2 separate regions of the Mus musculus genome follow, and region 1 is linked to region 2. A link is a contact called in public HiChIP or PLAC-seq data. All regions are on one chromosome and are shown on one strand. Each heading gives the region's core, a stretch centred on a gene start, on an enhancer-like site or on the middle of the called end of the contact. The rest is flanking DNA. Distances are from core to core; before and after follow the strand shown. Region 1 overlaps Abcb1b (ATP-binding cassette, sub-family B (MDR/TAP), member 1B). Region 2 overlaps Abcb1a (ATP-binding cassette, sub-family B (MDR/TAP), member 1A).

The links. HiChIP or PLAC-seq counts read pairs in DNA pulled down with a chosen protein or histone mark.
Region 1: an H3K27ac HiChIP or PLAC-seq map of embryonic stem cells shows a contact between it and region 2, with 5 read pairs. The contact joins two enhancer-like sites. A contact is called at or near these places in 3 of 115 datasets of contacts at active chromatin or transcription factors (CD8 T cells and embryonic stem cells) and 3 of 9 other capture datasets (adipose tissue, liver and pancreatic islet).

Annotation. Positions count from the first base shown.
Region 1 is chr5:8,847,729-8,851,501 of GRCm38.p6, forward strand. It overlaps Abcb1b (ATP-binding cassette, sub-family B (MDR/TAP), member 1B), which reads left to right. Exons shown (of 28, transcript NM_011075.2): 23 at 1,784-1,924; 24 at 3,729-3,773. Among named protein-coding and RNA genes, the nearest start is that of Abcb4, 44 kb to the right of the region's middle. Within about 2 kb of position 1,658, at least 5 of the 459 cell types and tissues checked have an H3K27ac peak or open chromatin away from gene starts, as enhancers often do. A contact at or near this core is called in embryonic stem cells, where this site is marked.
Region 2 is chr5:8,710,426-8,713,755 of GRCm38.p6, forward strand. It overlaps Abcb1a (ATP-binding cassette, sub-family B (MDR/TAP), member 1A), which reads left to right. Exons shown (of 30, transcript NM_011076.3): 17 at 2,762-2,923. Among named protein-coding and RNA genes, the nearest start is that of Gm31157, 16 kb to the left of the region's middle. Within about 2 kb of position 1,841, at least 2 of the 459 cell types and tissues checked have an H3K27ac peak or open chromatin away from gene starts, as enhancers often do. A contact at or near this core is called in embryonic stem cells, where this site is marked.

The DNA.
Region 1 (3,773 bases), core at 408-2,907, 140 kb after region 2:
AGATAAAGGAAAAGTAAAAAGTTACTTCTTTCACTAGTCTAGTCTTCAAACGCTCAGAGACCTGAGAAGACACATTTTACATGAGTCAGCAAGGAGTGCAGATCAAGCAGCTTCCAAGTCTATTGAAAAAACAGAGAACTACCAGCTACCTGGTCCCTAGGCTCCTCTGTAGTTGGTAGGGCGTCTTTCTTTAGCTATCAGGCCTTGGCAGACTTTTCCATGAAGCAGGAACTTTGGAAGGCTGTCCCATCTTTGTCTAGGCAAAATGAGGCAGTCAGTTTTCCAATGTCCTGCCTGTCCATAGGCAATCAGGAGTCTACTGTCCAGTGGCCAGCTTTGACACATTTGAAGCAAGTGTCAGGAGCGTCTTCTGTGTCCATCTTTGGAGGAGGAGGAAAGGAGATTAAGGGTGCTGTCAGGAGCTGACATGCCTACATGAAAAGCTTTTTATTAAACATTTTAAAATGCCATATTCTGCAAGTCTCTAAAGTCAGAGGACCATCTGTCTATCTAAATAGACAAACTTTGTGTGTTTCTAGTTATCCGTCCTAGGCTCAACCTTGAAGACATATACAGGAGGCAAAAAGGCTTATTCCTGTTATCAATTGCATTCGTTCTTAGCATCACTTCAAATATATTTCTGAACACTTTAAAGTGTATGATCATTTATAAGGTGGCTGACTACCAACTTGCATTTCTTAATTATCATTAATAGTTTGCAATAATTTACTAACTTTTATAAGTCTAGGACTTTATGTTTTATCTCTTAGGTTTAGATTTAAAATAACAATTTTAAATTGGAGCCTTCTCAACATCAAAACAAAACTTTTTAATCCATAAACATAAAAATATCTATAGCTTAATGTTAGCAAAAAAGAGGATAAACAGATTTTCAGTCAGTGATTTATAGCCTATTTAATGTTGTAAACCTCCAAAACCTTTCTAAAAAGAAGTTTAAAGTCTCTCAATTGTGTTTTTGTAATATAGAAATAAAGTGCCTTTTTAAATGTGAAGAGAGAGCCATAATTTTCAGAAGGCAAAAACCCACATTCTGACACAAGGGAAGAACTGGACCTTAATGAAGTGTCTCCAAGCTCCTTTGTCACAATCATGGCAGGCCCCCCTTTCTGGGAAAAGTTTCTAAGTGGCAAAGACATGAACAAAGGTGATGTGTTTAAACAGGAGTAGGAAGGTCAAAAGTCTGTCCCTGTCCCCACCCTGTCTCTGCCTACACCTCCACACCCAAGACCCTTGTGGTTCAGAAATTCCTGGAATGCTAATCCTTTGTAGAGCCTTCCCTGGCTCCAGACAGGCAAGTGCTTCTTTCTTCCCACAGCACAGTCCTCAGGAACTCCCTCCACTGCACTGATCACATGCAGCTCCCCTAGGTCCTCACATCAAGGACATGCCCGCTGCCCTGTCACCCACAGCTTGAGTGTGCTGGGTAGATGTGTTGGGAGGTGTCCTACTCTACAGATCACCAGTGTTGTGTGTCCCACAGTGTGGAAAAGGGAATGTAAAACAGGCTCTTCTCAGGGTTCCAGGCCAGTTCTCTTCCATCAACCCACTGAGATGTAATCCTACATTAAAGATGAAGACAGCACTGAGTCTCAGAGACGAGGCAGTTTCCCAAATTCACACAGCTAATCCAAAGGGGATCCAGCTGAGTTCCTTAGAACTGGAGTGCACGGTATCTGTCACGCCTGCGTGCCTCACTGACAAGCCACAGCAAGCTGCTTGAATGACTGAGCGATGGACTGAATCTGCACTGTCTTCTTTCCAGAAATGCGATGAAGAAAGCACACGTGTTTGGGATCACGTTCTCCTTCACCCAGGCCATGATGTATTTTTCTTATGCTGCTTGTTTCCGGTTCGGTGCCTACTTGGTGGCACAACAACTCATGACTTTTGAAAATGTTATGTTGTAAGTATTGATTTTCTAAATAGATAAATATTTGATATATTGATTTATTCCAAGTCTTTGAAGCAATGAAATTTGCTGACACACCATTCATAGATTTAAAAATCTTAGATGTAAAAATCTATTTAATTAGGAACCGCCAAAGGAAACTTATGAAAAGTGGCCACTTTCTAAAAAAAAAAAAAAAAAAAAAAAAAAAGTCCCACACATTTAAATGTTACATAAGGAGAGAAAACCATCATGTGGTTTTTTTAGTTGTAATTTTAAAAATTGCAGTATATTCCTTTAGCATATGTGTGTGTGTGTGTGTGTGTGTGTGTGTGTGTAGGCCCAAGAAAAGGAAGTGGTGGGTTCCTAGTGTTCTGGAATATTCTTCAGCATTATGCTGGTTTGAGTGGTTACTCTGACACAATGTGATGTATGTGGAGAAAAGCAAGGGCCTTTGAATGGTGTTCTGGGGCATGATGGGAAAGGAAGACAAAGATTTCCCCTGTTTTAGAAATAGTTTAGCAATAGAGTTAATGAAACATGGCACCCACTAAAGCAGAGCTACAAGCCAATTTAGGAGAAGGTCCAGGCATAAACATGACAACTATACTTGGTATCTCTAAGGTCCTTTCCAATCTATGCTGTGAAGGCCACGTCACAAATGCAAATGTATCTTAATAGCTGCATGGCATGCTAAGTAGGGAGACGCTCGTCACATACTTCATAGGCTTTGTGAGAATATGTTCCCACAACCAGCCATGAGGCCTCAGTGACACAGAATTAAAAACATTTATTTTGTGCATAAGTCAGTTGTACTGATCTGAGTTAGTGTTACAGGACAGGGTAGGTGGCTAGTGTGTGAGGGGTGTCCTCTGCGCATGCTTTATCTTGTAGTAGAAGGAGGGAGGGAAGGAGGTGAGGGGGACGGGAGAGAGAGAGAACATAGAAATGAAAATGAAGAAACCTACTAAGCATACAAGACTCTTAGACACCTAGCTGACGACAGCAACTCTGCTGCACCTTGCCAATAGAAATAAGTCACAAAGCAAACCTACATTCGAAGGGTTGGAAACACACTTCATCTTTTAAACAGAAGTGTTTGCAAAAGTCAGAGAGAGATGAAAGAACTGGCTATTTTGTATCCAGCCACACTGCTATGCATTTCAGGAACAGTATTTCATTTAAAATCGAACAAACTCTTGAACACATAAAGAGAACAGAACACTTACAGCATTTTGACAAAGAATGTGAGCAGTTTGTCACATCTATGTTGCAAGGGACAAAAATGAGAAACCTCAGGCATGGCATCTGGGAGTCTGGAGTGGAGTGTTGTCTGGTCTGTGAGGGGAGCATGTAAGGGAATCCTTCCATTGCTTTGTCTGAAACCCACAGCCATTGGTCCAGTGATTCTAATCCACCCCTGGGAAAGAGGAGTTCTCAGGGAAGCCCCGTAGCTTCTTTCTAAAGGGTTCCTAACGACAGTAAAGCAGAGAACAGAAAGTTGCCAAGGACTGCAGGAAACGCCATTCTCTTTCTGTAGAGAACTAGACATTGGGTGAATCAGGCCAGCTCCTAGTTGTTGCCCTTCATCTTCTGCTGTACCCGAAGCCTTACCAGTGGAGCAGTGTGGCTGGTGAGAGCTATCAAGTCTAGGCTGGCTCAGAGAGGGGCCACCATGGTGGTTGGTGTCTTCATAGTTCTCTGCATGATTTTTCTCTATTCAGATCAGTGGTCACCCAGCCACTTGGGTATAGACCTGACCGCTTGCTTCCACGGTAGCCGAGACTGTCTGCGCATGCTTGCTTCTCTTGTTTTTCAGGGTATTTTCTGCTGTTGTCTTTGGTGCCATGGCAGCTGGGAATAC
Region 2 (3,330 bases), core at 591-3,090:
GTAGTTATAGTTGACTCTGTTTAGAGATTGTTCTTCTGGTGATTCTGTTACCGTCTATCAGCAGACCTGGGAGACAGATTCTCTCCTCTGAGTTTCAGTGCTCAGAGCACTCTCTGCTGGCAAGCTCTCTTACAGGGAAGGTGCGCAGATATCTTGTATTTGGACCTCCTCCTGGCCGAAGAAGAAGGCCCAAAACAGGACCTTTCTCAGACACTGTGTTGCTTTGGCAGTTCCCAGGTGGTACAGACTCTCACCTAAGCAGACTAAATTCCTAAGTTCCTTGGAGTCCCGGGACCAAGATGGCGACCGCTGCTGCTGTGGCTTAGGTTGCCTCCCCAGCCGGGCGGGCACCTGTCCTCTGGTCCGGAAGGTGGCCGGCTGTCCCCGGCCCACACAGGGTGCTGCCTCAGCGCCTCTGTGCTTCTGCCTGTTCCAGAAGCTGTCAGGTTCTCTGGCGCACCCTCTCACCTGTTCAGACTAATTTCCTAAGTTCGGCAGGTCCCGGACCAAGATGGCGACCGCTGCTGCTGTGGCTTAGGCCGCCTCCCCAGCCGGGCGGGCACCTGTCCTCTGGTCCGGAAGGTGGCCGGCTGTCCCCGGCCCACACAGGGTGCTGCCTCAGCCCCTCTGTGCTTCTGCCTGTTCCAGAGGCTGTCAGGTTCTCTGGCGCACCCTCTCACCTGTTCAGACTAATTTCCTAAGTTCGGCGGGTCCCGGACCAAGATGGCGACCGCTGCTGCTGTGGCTTAGGCCGCCTCCCCAGCCGGGCGGGCACCTGTCCTCCGGTCCAGACGGTGGCTGGCTGTCCCCGGCCCACAAAGGGTGCTGCCTCAGTGCCTCTGTGCTTCCGCCTGTTCCAGAAGCTGTCAGGTTCTCTGGCGCACCCTCTCACCTGTTCAGACTAATTTCCTAAGTTCGGCGGGTCTCGGACCAAGATGGCGACCGCTGCTGCTGTGGCTTAGGCCGCCTCCCCAGCCGGGCGGGCACCTGTCCTCCGGTCCGGACGGTGGCCGGCTGTCCCCGGCCCACAAAGGGTGCTGCCTCAGCGCCTCTGTGCTTCCGCCTGGTCCAGAAGCTGTCAGGTTCTCTGGCGCACCCTCTCACCTGTTCAGACTAATTTCCTAAGTTCGGCAGGTCCCGGACCAAGATGGCGACCGCTGCTGCTGTGGCTTAAGGTCGCCTCCCCAGCCGGGCGGGCACCTGTCCTCCGGTCCAGAAGGTGGCCGGCTGTCCCCGGCCCACACAGGGTGCTGCCTCAGCCCCTCTGTGCTTCTGCCTGTTCCAGAGGCTGTCAGGTTCTCTGGCGCACCCTCTCACCTGTTCAGACTAATTTCCTAAGTTCGGCGGGTCCCGGACCAAGATGGCGACCGCTGCTGCTGTGGCTTAGGCCGCCTCCCCAGCCGGGCGGGCACCTGTCCTCCGGTCCAGACGGTGGCTGGCTGTCCCCGGCCCACAAAGGGTGCTGCCTCAGTGCCTCTGTGCTTCCGCCTGTTCCAGAAGCTGTCAGGTTCTCTGGCGCACCCTCTCACCTGTTCAGACTAATTTCCTAAGTTCGGCGGGTCTCGGACCAAGATGGCGACCGCTGCTGCTGTGGCTTAGGTCGCCTCCCCAGCCGGGCAGGCACCTGTCCTCTGGTCCGGAAGGTGGCCGGCTGTCCCCGGCCCACACAGGGTGCTGCCTCAGCGCCTCTGTGCTTCCGCCTGTTCCAGAAGCTGTCAGGTTCTCTGGCGCACCCTCTCACCTGTTCAGACTAATTTCTTAAGTTCGGCGGGTCCCTCACTTTTGTTTCTCCACTTCTGTTTGTTAACCCTGATATCTACAGCCTGTTCATGTGTATGTGTGTGGTGTGTGTGTATGTGCATGTGTGTGTTTGTGTGTATGTGTGTGTATTTGTGTTCATATGTATGTGTGTGTATATGTGTGAGTATATGTATGTGTGTGTGTGTGTGTGTGTAGTTTTATTGCTTATTACTGTAGAACTACAGAGTGGGAGAAATAATAAGCATTAGGCAAGTTATAAAGGTTAAAGAAATCTCAACAAGTCTAGTTGTCTGCCTTTATTCCATATGAAGTTAAAGATGAGACTGGACATGTGAAAATATTTATAAAACTCTTCAATTTTGTCTATAATTCTTGTAACTAGAAGTCATTTATTGAACATTTGTTGGGCATTTCTTTAAAGTTAGTCCTAAGCCCTTTGTTATTTAGTCATCACAGCTATTCTAAGAAGTGGCTACTGTGTCTCTGCTTTACATATTAATGAATTCAACCTTACACAGATTCAAAGACTGAATGAAGTCCTGGATTTCATTCACACTAGTAGAACACTGAAGTCTAAGCTCTGCTCTTTCATGTTTGTGTCTTGATTACCCAGGAGGTTAATCTTGCAATTCTTAGCAGATCTCTAGGTGATGCATGCCAGTACAATGCCTTGTATAGATTTGTTTTATCTGGTTAATGCCTCAGCTCTAGGATTTTTGATACACTGGATTATTTCTAGAACTTTAGGCTTACTATAGGGTGTAAAGTAAAATCCTTAGAGGCATAGATTTTATTAATACATAAACATGCTTGTTCTTGTATTGATTGCAATAAAACTATTTTCTATTATTATGAATTCATTATGCCTTTATTAAAGCCAGATAATATCTTCATTGATGGTTTACACAGTATTCAAAGCAGTTTTATTCATCAAAAATAAATTGACTGAGGTTTTGCTATAATTATCCATGTTTCAAAAGCCAGGTTTCTCTCTCTCCAGGCTAGAGAAGGCCGGACCACCATTGTGATAGCTCATCGCTTGTCTACCGTTCGTAATGCTGACGTCATTGCTGGTTTTGATGGTGGTGTCATTGTGGAGCAAGGAAATCATGATGAGCTCATGAGAGAAAAGGGCATTTACTTCAAACTTGTCATGACACAGGTGCAGTGGAACTCTAGCAATGTCCTAATTTATCTTGATGATAAGATGTAATCTATAGATAAGTATTACCTGATTGGATAATCTTGAAATGTAGAAGAGTCCTTAGGGTTTTTTGTTTTGTTTTTTTGTTTGTTTGTTTGTTTTTCCACGAGCCTGCACCTTCAGATCTGGTCCCATAGCTTGACTCATGCCATACTGCCCTCTTTCTCTAGGACAGAAAATTAAGAAGCTCTGTACCGTGACTTGATGATTCTCAATTCATGGTACATGGTTCCCCCCTGCCCCATGCTATTTAACACATACACTGTGCTGAACTAAATCATGTGATATAAAACTTCTTGCCACTTCTAAAAGGTTATGAAAATTCAACCCTTTTCTTTGTGTTTTGGATTGGTACGAGACTCATC